2 separate regions of the Sus scrofa genome follow, and region 1 is linked to region 2. A link is a contact called in public Hi-C data. All regions are on one chromosome and are shown on one strand. Each heading gives the region's core, a stretch centred on a gene start, on an enhancer-like site or on the middle of the called end of the contact. The rest is flanking DNA. Distances are from core to core; before and after follow the strand shown.

What was found. Hi-C and Micro-C count contacts between places; a contact is called where the count stands out from the background.
Region 1: a contact with region 2 is called in a Hi-C map of heart right ventricle, with 2.2 times the contacts expected there. The contact joins two enhancer-like sites. A contact is called at or near these places in 2 of 47 Hi-C or Micro-C datasets (fetal heart ventricle and heart right ventricle).

What each region holds. Positions count from the first base shown.
Region 1 is chr6:99,698,995-99,706,050 of Sscrofa11.1, forward strand. The region is part of intron 7 of PTPRM (receptor-type tyrosine-protein phosphatase mu); the gene reads right to left. Among named protein-coding and RNA genes, the nearest start is that of PTPRM, 390 kb to the right of the region's middle. Within about 2 kb of position 2,632, at least 1 of the 83 cell types and tissues checked has an H3K27ac peak or open chromatin away from gene starts, as enhancers often do.
Region 2 is chr6:99,488,242-99,495,110 of Sscrofa11.1, forward strand. All of the region lies in intron 21 of PTPRM (receptor-type tyrosine-protein phosphatase mu), which reads right to left. Among named protein-coding and RNA genes, the nearest start is that of RAB12, 250 kb to the left of the region's middle. Within about 2 kb of position 1,545, at least 18 of the 83 cell types and tissues checked have an H3K27ac peak or open chromatin away from gene starts, as enhancers often do.

The sequences.
Region 1 (7,056 bases), core at 1,382-3,881, 210 kb after region 2:
CATTCCTTCTAGGGGGACTTCATGCTGGGCAGGGACTGTAGCCCCTGGATTTGTTGTCATGTAGAGACGTGGTGACCTTTCTTGCTATGACTGAGTCAGTGGTGGGTGGCTCACTAGGCTACTGGCAAAAATATGGATTCCCTGGAAAGGACAATTTCTTTTATTTACTTATTTATTTCATTTTTTATTTATTGCCGCACTTGTGGCATCCCAAAGTTCCTGGGCCAGGGATCGAACCCACACCACAGCAATGACAACGCCAGATCCTTAACCTGCTGGCGCCACAAGGGAAGACAGAAAAGGACAATTTCTGAAATTCAATAAGCTGCCCAAGAATGAGTTTTGTTCATGAACCAAACAATGCTCTCAAACATCTAAAGTGAGGGGCAGGGCCCAGCATGTGATCTATCCTAGAGAATGTCCCCCGTGCACTTGAGAAGAACAATGTGTATTCTGCTATTTTTGGATGGAATCATCTATAAATATCAATTAAGTCCATAAAAAAATAAAGTGAGGGGCGGGGATAAGTTAAGTCTTTTCTCTGAGGCAACAGGGAACTCCTGGAGCATGAAAAATTAATTCTGTAATTGACAAATTCCTCTGGATTTATGGCAATAAATTATTAGAAATGCAAGGGAAAGTACAAACTTTATAAAGGACAAATCTCATTTGTTTTCCACCACAAAGTTGTGACACTAAGTACAGACTTATTTTGGTGTATTTGTTGTGTATGTATATAAGTGTGTGTGCGCATATAATCTCTCAATTCATATATATGTACATATATATACATATATATGTAGTCCTTGTTTTTTCCTAAATTAGACCTATCTACATATTTTCAAACAATGCAATTTCCCTTGTATTTAGATATATTTTATGCGTTACTCTTTCATCTAATACACACTTTTACATCATTTAGCATAAACAACTGAAGCATCATGTATCCATAAAAGGCAATTATCTTAACAGTTCTAATTATCCTGTAACACTTGCACTTTTTCTCTTAACTGTGTGGGTATACAAATGGTTGCTTTCTTCAAAAAAGAAAAAAAATATGTAGACAGAAGAGATGTTCTTTTTAACAATTCACTAATCCAGGAGAATATCACTTCTTCAAAAACAAAAAAATCTTTGAAATGACAAAATATGAAAAGTAAAATTTCCCGTCAAAAGACTGCCTGATTACCATAAACAACTGAATATGTAGCTTAAAACAGGCTTTCTAAATTAAAACACACACACACACGCATGTAAGCTGAAGTATTAATTATGACAATATTTCTAAAAGTTTGATTATCTAAATTCCTGATGATAGGTAATTAAAAAAAAATTGGCCCAATATTAATTTGTTCTATTCCAGCAGTCTGGAAAGGAATTTCCCAATATCTTCAAAATGTAATTAAATCATCTACATTGGAAATAAAACCTCATTTTTTTTTTTTTTTGGTCTTTCTGCCATTTCTAGGGCTGCTCCTGTGGCATATGGAGGTTCCCAGGCTAGGGGTCTAATTGGAGCAGTAGTCGCCGGCCTACACCACAGCCACGTGGGATCTGAGCCATGTCTGCGACCTACACCACAGTTCACCGAAAGGCCGGATCCTTAACCCACTGAGCAAGGCCACGGATCGAACCCTCAACTTCATGGTTCCTAGTCGGATTCATTAACCACTGAGCCATGACAGGAACTCCTAAAACTTCATTTTTATAATACTGTCCCTGTTAAAGAAGAAGAAAAGCTTGAATGATACTAACATCTTAGTTTTTTTTTTTTTTTTTTTCATTTTCACTGAAATTTGTTTATGACGAAGTCTTGAATTTCGAGATGGTGTGTTTAGATATAATTGTCACTAATGGATGTAAAAGAACTCTGCACTTAAAGCATATATTCACACTTTTCTCTTGAAAGGCCTAAGTTTTTAACGCTAAGGAGGATCATCTCTATAAATAGAGTGATAGAACTCCTACGGTTGGATGTTTTTGAAACTACAGAAAACCTTTCAGAAGCCCCAGTGGATTTCCTCCCCTAAGGAACATGAGGCCCTTTCCACCGTCTCTACCACCATCTCTGCAGGCGCGGGCCTTGCTCTATCAGAGGTTAATTAAGGGCGGTGAGTCAGGAACTGGATCTTCTAAACTCAAAGAGATTGACGTCTAGGACTCCGGCTGCTACAAAGGAAAAAAATTCGCTTATTGAACACTATTTTTTTTGTGCTGCTTTCTGAATGTATTCATACTCTTGAACACTGAGCCGGTCCTTACATGGGTACACGGAGAACAGTGCTGCCATCACCATGAGTATTTGCCCACGGAGCCTGGCCTCCCTTCTGCTGGACAGAGACCTGCACCTGCTGGGAGGGGCCCCGGCTGATGAAGGACTTTTGCCGCCACCCCACCAAGGCTGGACCCTCCCTCCCCAGGGAGCCCCCGGAGGCAGCCGCCACGCACCCTTGAGCGGTCAGGTTCTTTTCTGTGTTTACACGCTCTGAGTAAAACAAAAACCCACTTTATTTGAGAGACACGCCAGTCAAGGAATTGATGCCCTCTGTCAACAGAAAGCATTTCCAGATATGACAGAGGTGCTCAGGCCAAGAACAAAGATAGTGTCATTGGAAGCGGGTGGAAGGTCACAGGGACTCCTGGAAGCAGCAAAGCAACCATTTCAGAGAATTTCTCTAGACTCTCTGCTGTAGAAACGGATACCCTCCAGGGTTTCAGGAAACCAAACAGAAAAAGCATTTCTAAAATAACCCTTGAAATAAAAGCGGATGAACCATTTCCCAGAGTTGGATGGAATCGATAAAGAAAACTTTGTATCTAGAAAAAAAAAAAAAAAAAAACAACGACCAGAGGTCTAATTACCGCTCTGAAAGAGGTGAGAATTCACTATTGTACCTCGGGCAGCTCGCGTCAGCGTTACTTCAGGGCCACCTCTCCTTGCCCAGGGCAACGGTGACCGCACAGACCCATCCACCAGAGTTTCCAGAAGTATAGAAAAGGAAACCACGGCAACAGCAAGCCCTGATTTTCTTCTCCAAGAGAGGGAAAGTGAAATACGAGGGGAAAAAAATCCATGTCATTTAATTTGGTCATTTTAAGTCAAGTGCTAATAAATGTATATTTCTTCTCTGAATGGTGAAGGGGGTTACCCAACAGTTAACATGCAGTCATTAGTTGTTACCAACAGGGTATGCGGCTCTTGATCATCCTGCTGAATTCCTCAGCACCCCAAACCCTGCACATCACCTCTAACAACATTTACTAACAGCTCAAGGAGGCCTCTGCATTTGAAAGTTAAGGTGGAAAGACCAGAGTAGGACATTGTCAAAACGTTCCATATGTAGGCAAAAGTCCCCTCCAGGCTACACTCGTTTGCGTTGGGCAAAGACTGACTTGGCACAAAGAAATGGTGGCAGAACTCACTGGAAATGACCAAACCTTTAAATGAGTCAAAATGGGTTAAAAGAAACTTAATGGAATGAAGAAAAATCATAGCAGAGGTTTCTGGGTGTTTGTTTGTTTCCTGGTACTAAAGGCTACAGATGGTTGGTCGTGAAGAATTGCATAGCAGGAAACATCCCAGTCAGTCTCACTCTCCCAAGCAAGGTCACCTGCCTTCTCTCCCCCTGCCAGGGGGCAGCCAGGTCCAGGGGTTTGGGCACTGATACATCAGCTGGGGTTTTGCACCGCCAACACTCGTCTCCCATCTGCCTTCCTGCCAGAACTGTACATACCCTGGCTCTCCTTGTACAGTTTCCGCCCAACCCAGACCCCCTACGCTACAGCCCCTGATATTCCCCTAGACCCTCTGGAGAACCTGCTCTGTTGGAAGACACTCCATTTATTTCAATCTGGATTTTCCTAAATCCAGAGACTTTCCTCCTCCTCAAATCCTGGATTATCAGAAAGGATCTTGGGTTGGGCTCTTCTGTGCCTATTTTTTCCTTCATTAAAATTTTTTATTGAAATATCAGTTGATTCACAATGTTGTGTGAATTCAGGTGTACAACTGATTCAGTTACACATATGTAGTATTATATATAACACACACACACACACATATATTCTTTTCTTCCATTATAGATTATTACAAGATATTGAATTCCCTGTGCTATACAGTAGGTCCTCATTAGTTATCCATTTCATATATAGTACTGCGTATATTTTAATCTCTTGTGCCTCTTTGCCTCATATGGACTTTATTTATGTATGTATTTGCTTTTTTTTTTTTTGCTTTCTGGGCTGCACCCTCGGTTCCCAGGCTAGGGGTCAAATTGGAGCTACAGATGCCGGCCTATGTCACAGCCACAGCAACGCCAGATCCGAGCCACATCTGCAACCTACACCACAACTCACTGCAACGCCAAATCCTTAACCCACTGAGCAAGGCCAGGGATTGAACCCGAGTCATCATGGATGCTAGTCAGATTCATTTCCTCTGAGCCACGATGGGAACTCCTGACTTGTTTTTTTAACACCACTTAGTTCACATTCAGGATACTGTTGCCGAGTCACTTGGACGGGGTCCAAACATCTTCCCCATGAGGGTCACCTCTAGCACCCAGCTTTCCCCTGCCCTTCACCTCCTACAGTCTATGCCTTTGTGTCCTTATGAGCCACATTAAAGTCAATCTGGCTCAAAAAATGCCAAGCCTCTCCCTGCCTCTTCTTTTTGACTGTCAGGTCCAGAGATGTCTTTAGTCTCAAAGTATGAGATGCCCAACATCTCCAGTTCATATCCTACCCCCCACCCCCAACTCCACCTCTCCATCTTCAATGAGTCTGTTAAGTTCTCTGACCCTCAGTATGTGCCCAGCCTAGGGAGAATTGTAATGCAAGCATTTTCACATCTCCTTCTCAACCCCTGCTTTTTTCAATATGGTGAATCCTCTTTTGTGAGCTGAGTCTTCTGTAACAAAGAGAGTCTGGCTAGGCTCTGAGGCTGCTGACATCAAAACCAGGATGGCATGAAGTACCGGGACATACTTGAGAGGTCTGTGAGTTAATCACACCCATAGGAACAGAAATGTCTTAAGGGAAAATAGTAAGAGAGAACAGTGAAAAGAAGATGAACTCAGACAAGAAGGACGAATGCTTCTGTATTTAACCTGTGAGACAGGAGTCCCTGAAGGCTTCTGAGCAGGAACTGACTTCACAAAAGAGATTTTAGGAAAGTTATTTTGGCAGTGGTACCAAGAGAAAGGAGGACAGCAGGATGCATCTCAAACAATGAAGGGACCCTAAAAAGTCACTTAGTGCAGAATGTCCACCTTCATCTGCCTTATCCAATCTTACAGGCATCACTGATGCCAGAACATATTTCTAAAAATAGACTCTTCTAATTTCTTCGTTTATTTCAGGATGGAACAGATACTCTCTTACAAGAAATACCAGCCAATTCTCATCCGTATGCCTGATCTTAAGATTTAATTCCCAATTTTGTATTTTACTATGAAGTAGGAATGTCAAATAAGTTTACATTCAAACAGGTATCACCAATTAAAAAGTATAAAATCAGGAAAAGAAATTGGCAAACTAGTTTACCTCTCTCATTTCTGTGCCCAGGTTTTCTCATTCACAGTAACAAAGTCAACCGCTATCTTTCAAAGTGGAAGGCACAGTGGATACGATTTTGTCCAACTGACATGCTTTACATGGAAGAAAAGGGAGGCTTGAAGCAAAAGATAATGCATTTTCTTTAGTTTCTTAGCTACTTGGTGGCAAACCCAGGATTCTAACTACAGTAGGTAGTGGACTCTTACAGGCTCCAGGATGTTAGAAAAAAAGTTGTGGAAGCCAAGAAAATACAACTGCTTTGTTCACTGTCTCCGATTCCTTATTTTTCAACCATGACCCTTCGAAAAGAAAGCTAATATCTATTGAAACCTTAAGTACCGGGCATCAAGTTCCATGGTTTACATCCTTTTCTGTGCAATCTCACCTGGCACACAGGATGAATTTACACAAGAGGAAGGCTGAGGGGGATGCTTCCTGGTTTGAAATGTCCTTGCTTCCTCCTCGCCATTCATCTCCTGATACCCCTCCAAGAATGGCCTGCCTTTCGAGGTGTTGCCTAAGCTCCAAGCCCTCTGGGGCCCACGGCTAACCCAAGTCTCAGCTTTGGGGCTGGCACCCAAGCCAGTCTGTAGCCCAGAGCCACTCATCTACTCAATTTTAAGCCTCCTTACATCCTTATTAAGCATCTATTTTTTACTCTTTGCTTTTCCTTCTAGACTCTAAACTCTGAGTGGGCAGGAGGGAGCTCTTGTATTTTTGCATCGTTGCACCCTGCTGACTAACAGGTGCACAGATGTTGTGGCTGTGGAAGGGGATGACGTCACGTGCCTGTTTCCATGGAGCTGAGCAGAAGGAGCTGGCTCCAGGTCCAAGGCTGCTCTGCCAGCCAGCCTCCAAAACTCCAGACAAAACCAAACAACTCACATCCAAAGCCACATGAAGTCAAAGAGAACAATCCGTTTTTTTTTTTTCCCCTCTATCATCCAACCACAGTATAAAACCCTAAATCACCCCAAACACAAAGGAACAATATACCCCTTAAGTTTTGACCAAGGCATTTGACAGCTAGGAAAGAGAACATTTTTTCTTTCCCTCCTTGATTATCTGTTTCTAAAAACAATATGTAAAGGCTTTGGATTTAAAACTATGAAACACCCAGGGGAGGCTGGTTCTCCCATCGGAATTTTAAGCTGAATGAACTAACCTCTCACCGATCGTCCATTGTGAGTCTTTAATTTTCCCACAGTTAGTCAGCAGCTGTTTATTGATTTCTCAGAGATTGATTCTGTACAGTGCAGAGCTGAACGGCTGGCCTCCCCCCACACCCGGCTGATGCTCTGTGTCAAGGGGAGACTATGGGGAGGACTTCAGGTTGGCTGGTCCCCAGGCAGCCACATTAGCCTCTAAGTGTGTTCCCTCTAATTCCATCCGCCTCAGCTGATTTTCCTTCCTTCGGACAACAGCCAAATTCAAACACCTCATATGTAGTTCAGGGGTAATTCTGGAGAAATATCTCCTAGAGAGTAAAGGGGCCCTAGA
Region 2 (6,869 bases), core at 295-2,794:
TTTTATCATTTTCTTATGGACCTGGCTCAGCATCACCATAATAATTAAAAGAAAAAAAAAAAAACATGTCAAAACTCACTTGGCTGCTGCAGCCATTGCAGGCGCAGCTGTTGCGATTCTTAATGTATTTGCAGCGCTCGCCAAGGCTCCCCAAACTCCCCATCCTTGGCTTTCAATGGTTTTGTTTTGTTTGTTTTGTATCCTGTGGGACAGAAAATAACCTGCATTGATTGTGGCGATTGATGGACTCAGCTGGTGCCTCAGAATATGAAAAGGGAGTGGAAAAGCACATCTGAAAAGTGTGTGGGCTGGAGGTGAGCCGAGGGGGCGCCTCCACTGTGGACCACGCACAAGCACAGCCCAGCTGGGTCACAATGGTTCCAGCAGGTACAGAACACAAAGCACCTCTTGTTCCACCTGCGCCCCCGTCTCTGTTCTCAAAACCAAGCAAGGGGGCCGCTGGGCCCAGTCCTTAGAACTTTTCTAGACATACCTGTACCTGCAATTCCCTCTCTGCCCACTAGCCCCCCACCGGGCAGAAGCCAGCACGGACACCCTCCTGCCCATGCTGCAGCCTGCTCACCTGAGGATGCTGGCCTGTCTTCCCAGCTGATGGCCTTTCTGACTAAGAGCCTTTCAACAGGAATGAGAACTGCAGCCTCCGTGGGGAGGAGGTGGTTTTCAGGGAGTGGTTTTCTCTTTCCAGTTTTCACTGATTTTGGAGGTCAAGTGAGACATTTTAATAACAATACCGTCTTGGCTTGCCACACATTGTCAAATACAGACAAAGGCATCAAATAGAACACTGGGCTTCTGTTTACCAAAATTGGCTGTTTTACTTAGAAAACAGAGGGAAAGATGAGAGGGGGAAATATACAATCCACATATTTTAAAAAGATCTCCAACGAGCTACATTTTTTTTGTTTTTCGTTTTTTTAAAATCCAGGTTCCTTGGAAAAACGCTTAAGTTATACTTAAGCCTGAAGATTCTAGCATAAAGTCTCCAATCCTCAAGTTTAAATTGAGCACAAAAACAATCTCCACACTCAATTATAAAATTAATCACGTGTGTTCATGTCCTAGAGAAACACACAGGAGAAAAGCAGGTGCGGTCAGGGTAGCGCTTTTCTAAATACCTTTAGGTATGTATGTACACACACATGTATTTTTTGAAGAGGAGCGGCCAGGAATTACTTAGCTTTATACAGTTCGGCTCTCATGACTGGAAGATAAATGTTTGTGCTCCCGAACGACATTGATTATTGGCTAATGAAATAGTACCACCTGTGTTTTCCAGGAGGCACTTGGTGGACGTGGTTTTAAATTGCTGTCCTTCCTTGATCTTAATTTTACAATGAGGGCAACATACTTCCTCTCAGAAGGACACAACCATTTTCCTGCAGAAGGTCAACGTTTCTCTGCTTGGATCCCAAAGACACTTGGGATCAGTCCAAAAACTGAGGACTAAAGAAGGCCCTCTGGGGACGCCAGAGGGGCAGGAATTGGCTCTCCAACTCTGCAGGGCCGCCTGTGAGGCTAGGACGCCCTCTGTCCCACTCAGCAGCTGGGAGCAGTTTGCAGCTGTAATGCTGCCAGGTCCAGGGCGGGGCCTCCTGGCTCGCAGCTGAGCTGGAGAATTTTCCTTTTCATTCCAGGTGATAAAGGCAGGGGTGGATGGCTCAACCCCGCCTCCCTGAGTACAACCCTCTCCTTTCTCAGTCCTGGTAAATCACTGATCTTGCTCAGGGGGTTGGCTCTCCATGTGGGAGAGAGACTGGCTCCCTTTTGGTAGCAACGTGAGCAAACCGGCCCTTCCACTGGGTTCGTTGTTCTCCCGAGAGTCTCCATCCGTTCTCTGCTGACAACTTGCCATTTTCTGTTCAGTTCCGCCTGTTTACTTTTTTATTGTGAGTCATGTCTGAGTTGCTTTTGAATCAAATTATTGCATTTCCCTGATGAGAGGTGCCATATGACCATCTTGTTAGAATAAAATCAAATAAGAGATCTGCACTCAGCACTGCTCTCTTATCCCACCCCGTCTCCCCTCTGGTTTGGATGCACTTCTGTTGGCTCCTTGAGTGGTAATGAACCTTTCCAGGGCTCAGGCCAGTTTTAAGACATCGCTGTCTTGGAAAAGATGAAGATGGATTGGTTGAAACAGTGCCAACAGAGAGAAGCTCACTCTTTCAAAACTACTTTACAGTCTAAATGGCTGATGTTTCCTGATGTCCATGGATTGAAAAAAAGCCAGAAAGGCCGATGGGGCAGTTATGCTGAGGTCTCTACGGCAACCTGAGGCTTTCTTGGCATTTCATCCCCAGGGAGGCGTCAGTGTCAAGGTGGTTCATTGCTTCGCCAAGTCTCAGAGCCAAGCATTGCTCTGTACTTTTTAAAAGAGGCTAGAGGGATGCAGTTTCTATTACACTTTTTCAGTAAATACATTTTTCCTCTTCCTTTTATTTATTTTTTTTGGGGGGGGCTGTTGTCTATTATTGTTAAAGCAGTTCCTGTGTGCCTTGTACAACAGCATTTAAAAATTAAGCTGTTTAGAGTTCCCGTTGTGGCTCAGTGGGTTAAGGACCCAACGTAGTATCTGTGAGGATATGGGTTTGATCCCTGGCCTCGATCTGTGGGTTAAGGATCTGGTGTTGCTGTAAGTTGCAGCAAAGGTTGCAGATGTGGCTCAGATCTGAGTTGCTGTGGCGGTGGTATAGATTGATTCGACCAGCTGAAGCTTTGATTCAACACGTGGTGTGGGAACTTCCATATACCGCAGGTGAGGCTGTAAAAAGGAAAAAAAAAAAATTCAGCGATTTGTATGAAGAGATCTCCCTCCAAGTACGGAATCAGACGCATGTTACCAACATCCTTCTGCTCTTCCAACGGCAGCCGGAATGATGCCCCAGCTTCTCTGTGGGACACCGTGCCCTGTATGACAGAGCCCTGACTGCCGCATTCTCTTGCTTTCATGTCTACCCAGAATCCCACTCCTTTGCCGTCTCCTGGACACCTCCTACTCATCCTTCGAGGAAAAAGTCATCTTGCTCGTCTTTCCATCTTGCTCCAGGCCTTCAAAGTACTAATGCAAATCTGCCCTGAAGGGTTTTCTGGAGGCACTGCAACCACTCTGTGACCATGTCCCCTGCTGAGTGAGCCTTCTGTGGGCACGCAGTCTCCTCTGTGTCCCCAGCCCTCCGTCCCAAGCAGTGTCAGATTCATTCCAAGTGCTAGGTACTCTCCAGTAAACTAACGAGTACGACTTAAACCTTCCTCTAAATCTGACTTTGCAAAGACACTAATAGAACAACTGTTTTTTTAAAAAAATATTCTGTGGCCTATCGTTACATCATCTCTTAGGACTTTTCATAGAAATGAAAATACTATTTCAACAATAAAAGGTGACAGCATATATTTTAAAATATTAACTGAGTTTCATATACACAGTTAGTACGATTTGGTATAAGTATGTTCCAAGCACCACTGGGACATACTTATACTAACAAATCATTCACTGTTTATCTGAGGTTTAGGTTTAACTGAGCACACTATATTTTATTTGGTAAGCTATAAGAAAAAAAGAATAAGTTACAGGATGTAATGATCAGTACCAGCAGTACGGTAAATAATATCACAATAACTTTGGTGCATAATGTATAAACATATCAAGTCACCATGCTATACACCTGAAACTAATATAAGTCAACTATATGCCAATTTTTTAGAAAAAATATTTAACCTTTTTCTCAGTTCTCAAACTCTTTATCCACAGAATTAAACCTACCTATTTAAGTTTTTTTTTTTTTTTTTTTTTTTTTTTTTTTTTTTTTTTTGCTTTTTAGGGCTGCACCTGTGGCATATGGAAGTTCCCAGACTAGGGGTAGACTCAGAGCTGTAGCTTCCAGCCTACAGCACAGCCACAGCAACGAGAGATCCAAGCCATATCTGCGACCTACACCACAAGCTCTTGGCAACGTGGGATTCTCAATCCACTGAGGGATGCCAGGGATCAAACTCGCATCCTCATGGATAATAGTCAGGTTTGTTACCGCTGAGCCACAATAGGAACTCTGCTTAAGTTATTTTTTAATGATATATATGATACCTGGCGAGGGAATTGCCTAGCTCTATAGATGAAGCAAAAAATGTACTGAGCCTTTTCTATATAATGATGGGCTCCATCTACGCAGAGCACTGAATACAAGAGAGGCACTGAAATGGTCATTGACACAGCTTTCTTGTAAAGAACACTGTGTGAACACCTTCTTTTGAAGCCTATTATAAACTAGTACTTTCCTCCTTTACTAGCTCATGCTTCCATGAATGTCAGATTCAGTTCTAGCACGTCTGAGGCATTACATGAGCAAATCCTCACAATGCACTTATGAGGTTGATAACTACAGTCATCCCATTTTACAGATGGGGACACTGAAGCCCAGGATGTTAGACAGTCTGACCCAGGCTGAGCTGGAATGTCTGGCACCAGAACCCCTTCCCAAACCTCAGCCTCAGTATCTGATCCATGAAATTCCAACCACATTGGGCAGCCACACGGACCTGACGGTCCGTGTGGGTTTAAGAGAAGGATGCACATTCACTGCAAGATTCGAAGAGGTACGTTTGGTTAGAGTTCTAAAGTCAAGTGACCTTTAAAACACAACTGCATACGGATTTTCCAGATTCAACCAAGGATCCTGTGGGCACTGAAGCGAGGCAAGGATTTGGGCTGGAGGTGAGATACAGCCAGTGTCCTCGTCCCTCTGTGGCCACTCTATAGGTTTAGCTCCTGCCACCATTGCTCCTCTGGTCCCAATGACTGTGTCCCACCATGGTCCCACCGCCCACATCCCCACCCTGGCCCCCAGGGAATCAATGACCCAAAAATTACTGCGTGCTAGGATTATCCCTGTCAGATCTTTCCATCTCAGGTCTCTCCCAATAGCACCTTCCTATTTGTTTTATCTTTCTTCTCTCATATATGTTCTTTTATCATTTTTTTCCCTTCCTCCTCCCCCCCTTTTTTTTTTAAAGCCGATAATGGTTTTGGCCTTGAAAAGTTTTTACTCCCCCATGCCAGCTTCATTGAGATACAGTTGACATATAACACTGTAACTTTAAGCTATAACGTGATGGCTTAGGATACCCCTATATGTTACTTTTAAACAGTCCCCCTGACCTGCTGAATAGTGAGCATGAGCCAAAGAGTTCTTTAAAATGTAATTAATGACATTTTATTTCAGAGTATAACAACTCAATGAATCACCAATTATAACATGCTTAAATGGAGTATAAAGAGTTTCAGTTTGTACTTACACATCATATTTCTTCAGGAGATTTGAATAGGAACTAATTTCCTGCATATTTTCACACTTGCGCTATCTATGGTGTGTTATTGGAAGTCCTAAGGTTGGTATTTGAAAATAGTCCATGAAAAACTGGACTCAGGTTATTTTATGAATTGTTATTTGAGCCTATAACTAATCTCTTTGACATTAACATCTTTAATCAGCGTTAGAGCCATAGCTGCATCCAGAAGACGGGAGAGAACTAAAGACATCAGCTCTATTCATTAGGCTTCTATTTTCTCAATAACCTAATTTTGTCTTTCATAAGATATTAATGCTTTTGGAAGGCTTGCTCTTAATCCTATTAATTTCTAAGCTAGCCTTTAAAAGTTCAGGAGGAAATATGCAAAGGCAGTCAATTTCAGTGAATTATACATTAAATCATTGAAGGTAAACCGAAGAATTTCAGGATGGCTAAAATGCAGAACTTCATCTGGAAATATTTTCTGGACCTAAATCAAACCCCCGGGGCCCAGTTTGGGTGATTTTCCAAGGCTCTGTAGTCTTCTGAGCTGAAGTCACTGACAAAACAGGGGGACACATATGTCATCAAAGTGTGTCTGTGTCCTCGCCTGCAGTGGACAAAGCCTGGGTCTTAAGAGAAGTGGAGCAGTGGCCTGGGTCTGACTGCTCTAATGAGGCTTTGGTGATTCAGCTAAATCCAAGACAAGGTAGCATGCAGGGCACAAAGTGAAGTGTCATGTGGCTCTCCCAAGAGGAGAAAGAAGCAGAGTTTGGACCCAGTAGGATTTGGAGGTGGTAAGAACTGATTTTAAAAATACTCTAATTCCCAACCAAGAGTTAGTCAGGTAGACGCAGTCCCTGGGACACATCCTTAGATTTAAAAAGCCACACAGCTATACCATCCTCCCCCCACCCCTTTTTTCTGCCCCACCCACAACATAAGGAGTTCCTGGGCCAGGGATTGAATCTGAGCTGCAGCTGTGACCAACGCCACAGCTGAGGCAATGCTTGATCCTTAACCCGCTGTGTCAGGTTGGGGATCAAACCAGCACCATTATAGAGACAACGCCAGATCCTTAACCCACTGTGCCACGGCAGACACTTCCACGATCCTATTTTTACAGTAAGCATACCGATACTAAATCTTCACCAACGACTGTGAACTAATTTTATTTAATAAGAGAGAAATCTAAGGCCCCTCCCCCCCCCACCTCTGCTCTCTCTCTCTCACACACACACACTCTCTCAGTGAGGGTGTGCTCTTCTGAACCAGCCTTCTACAAATCAATTAATTCTCTTTAGTTCATGAACAGCTTTCCAACAGAATTAGCTCAGGACAGAGGCTGTGAAAGGGGTGAGGCCTACATTTTACAGCCAGTGTGAGAGTGTGTATCACTGTTTCTGGAAACGTCCTCAGGGCTGCCAGCACAGATCCCGGGACGGCGACCTGCTCCCTGGGCTGGCAGGACAATGACAGCTGTCAAGGCTGTGACACCAGCCAGTCCCCTTACTGCCATCTAATCTCCACAGGACATCCTGATTGGTCTACAAGAGTTTTAGGTG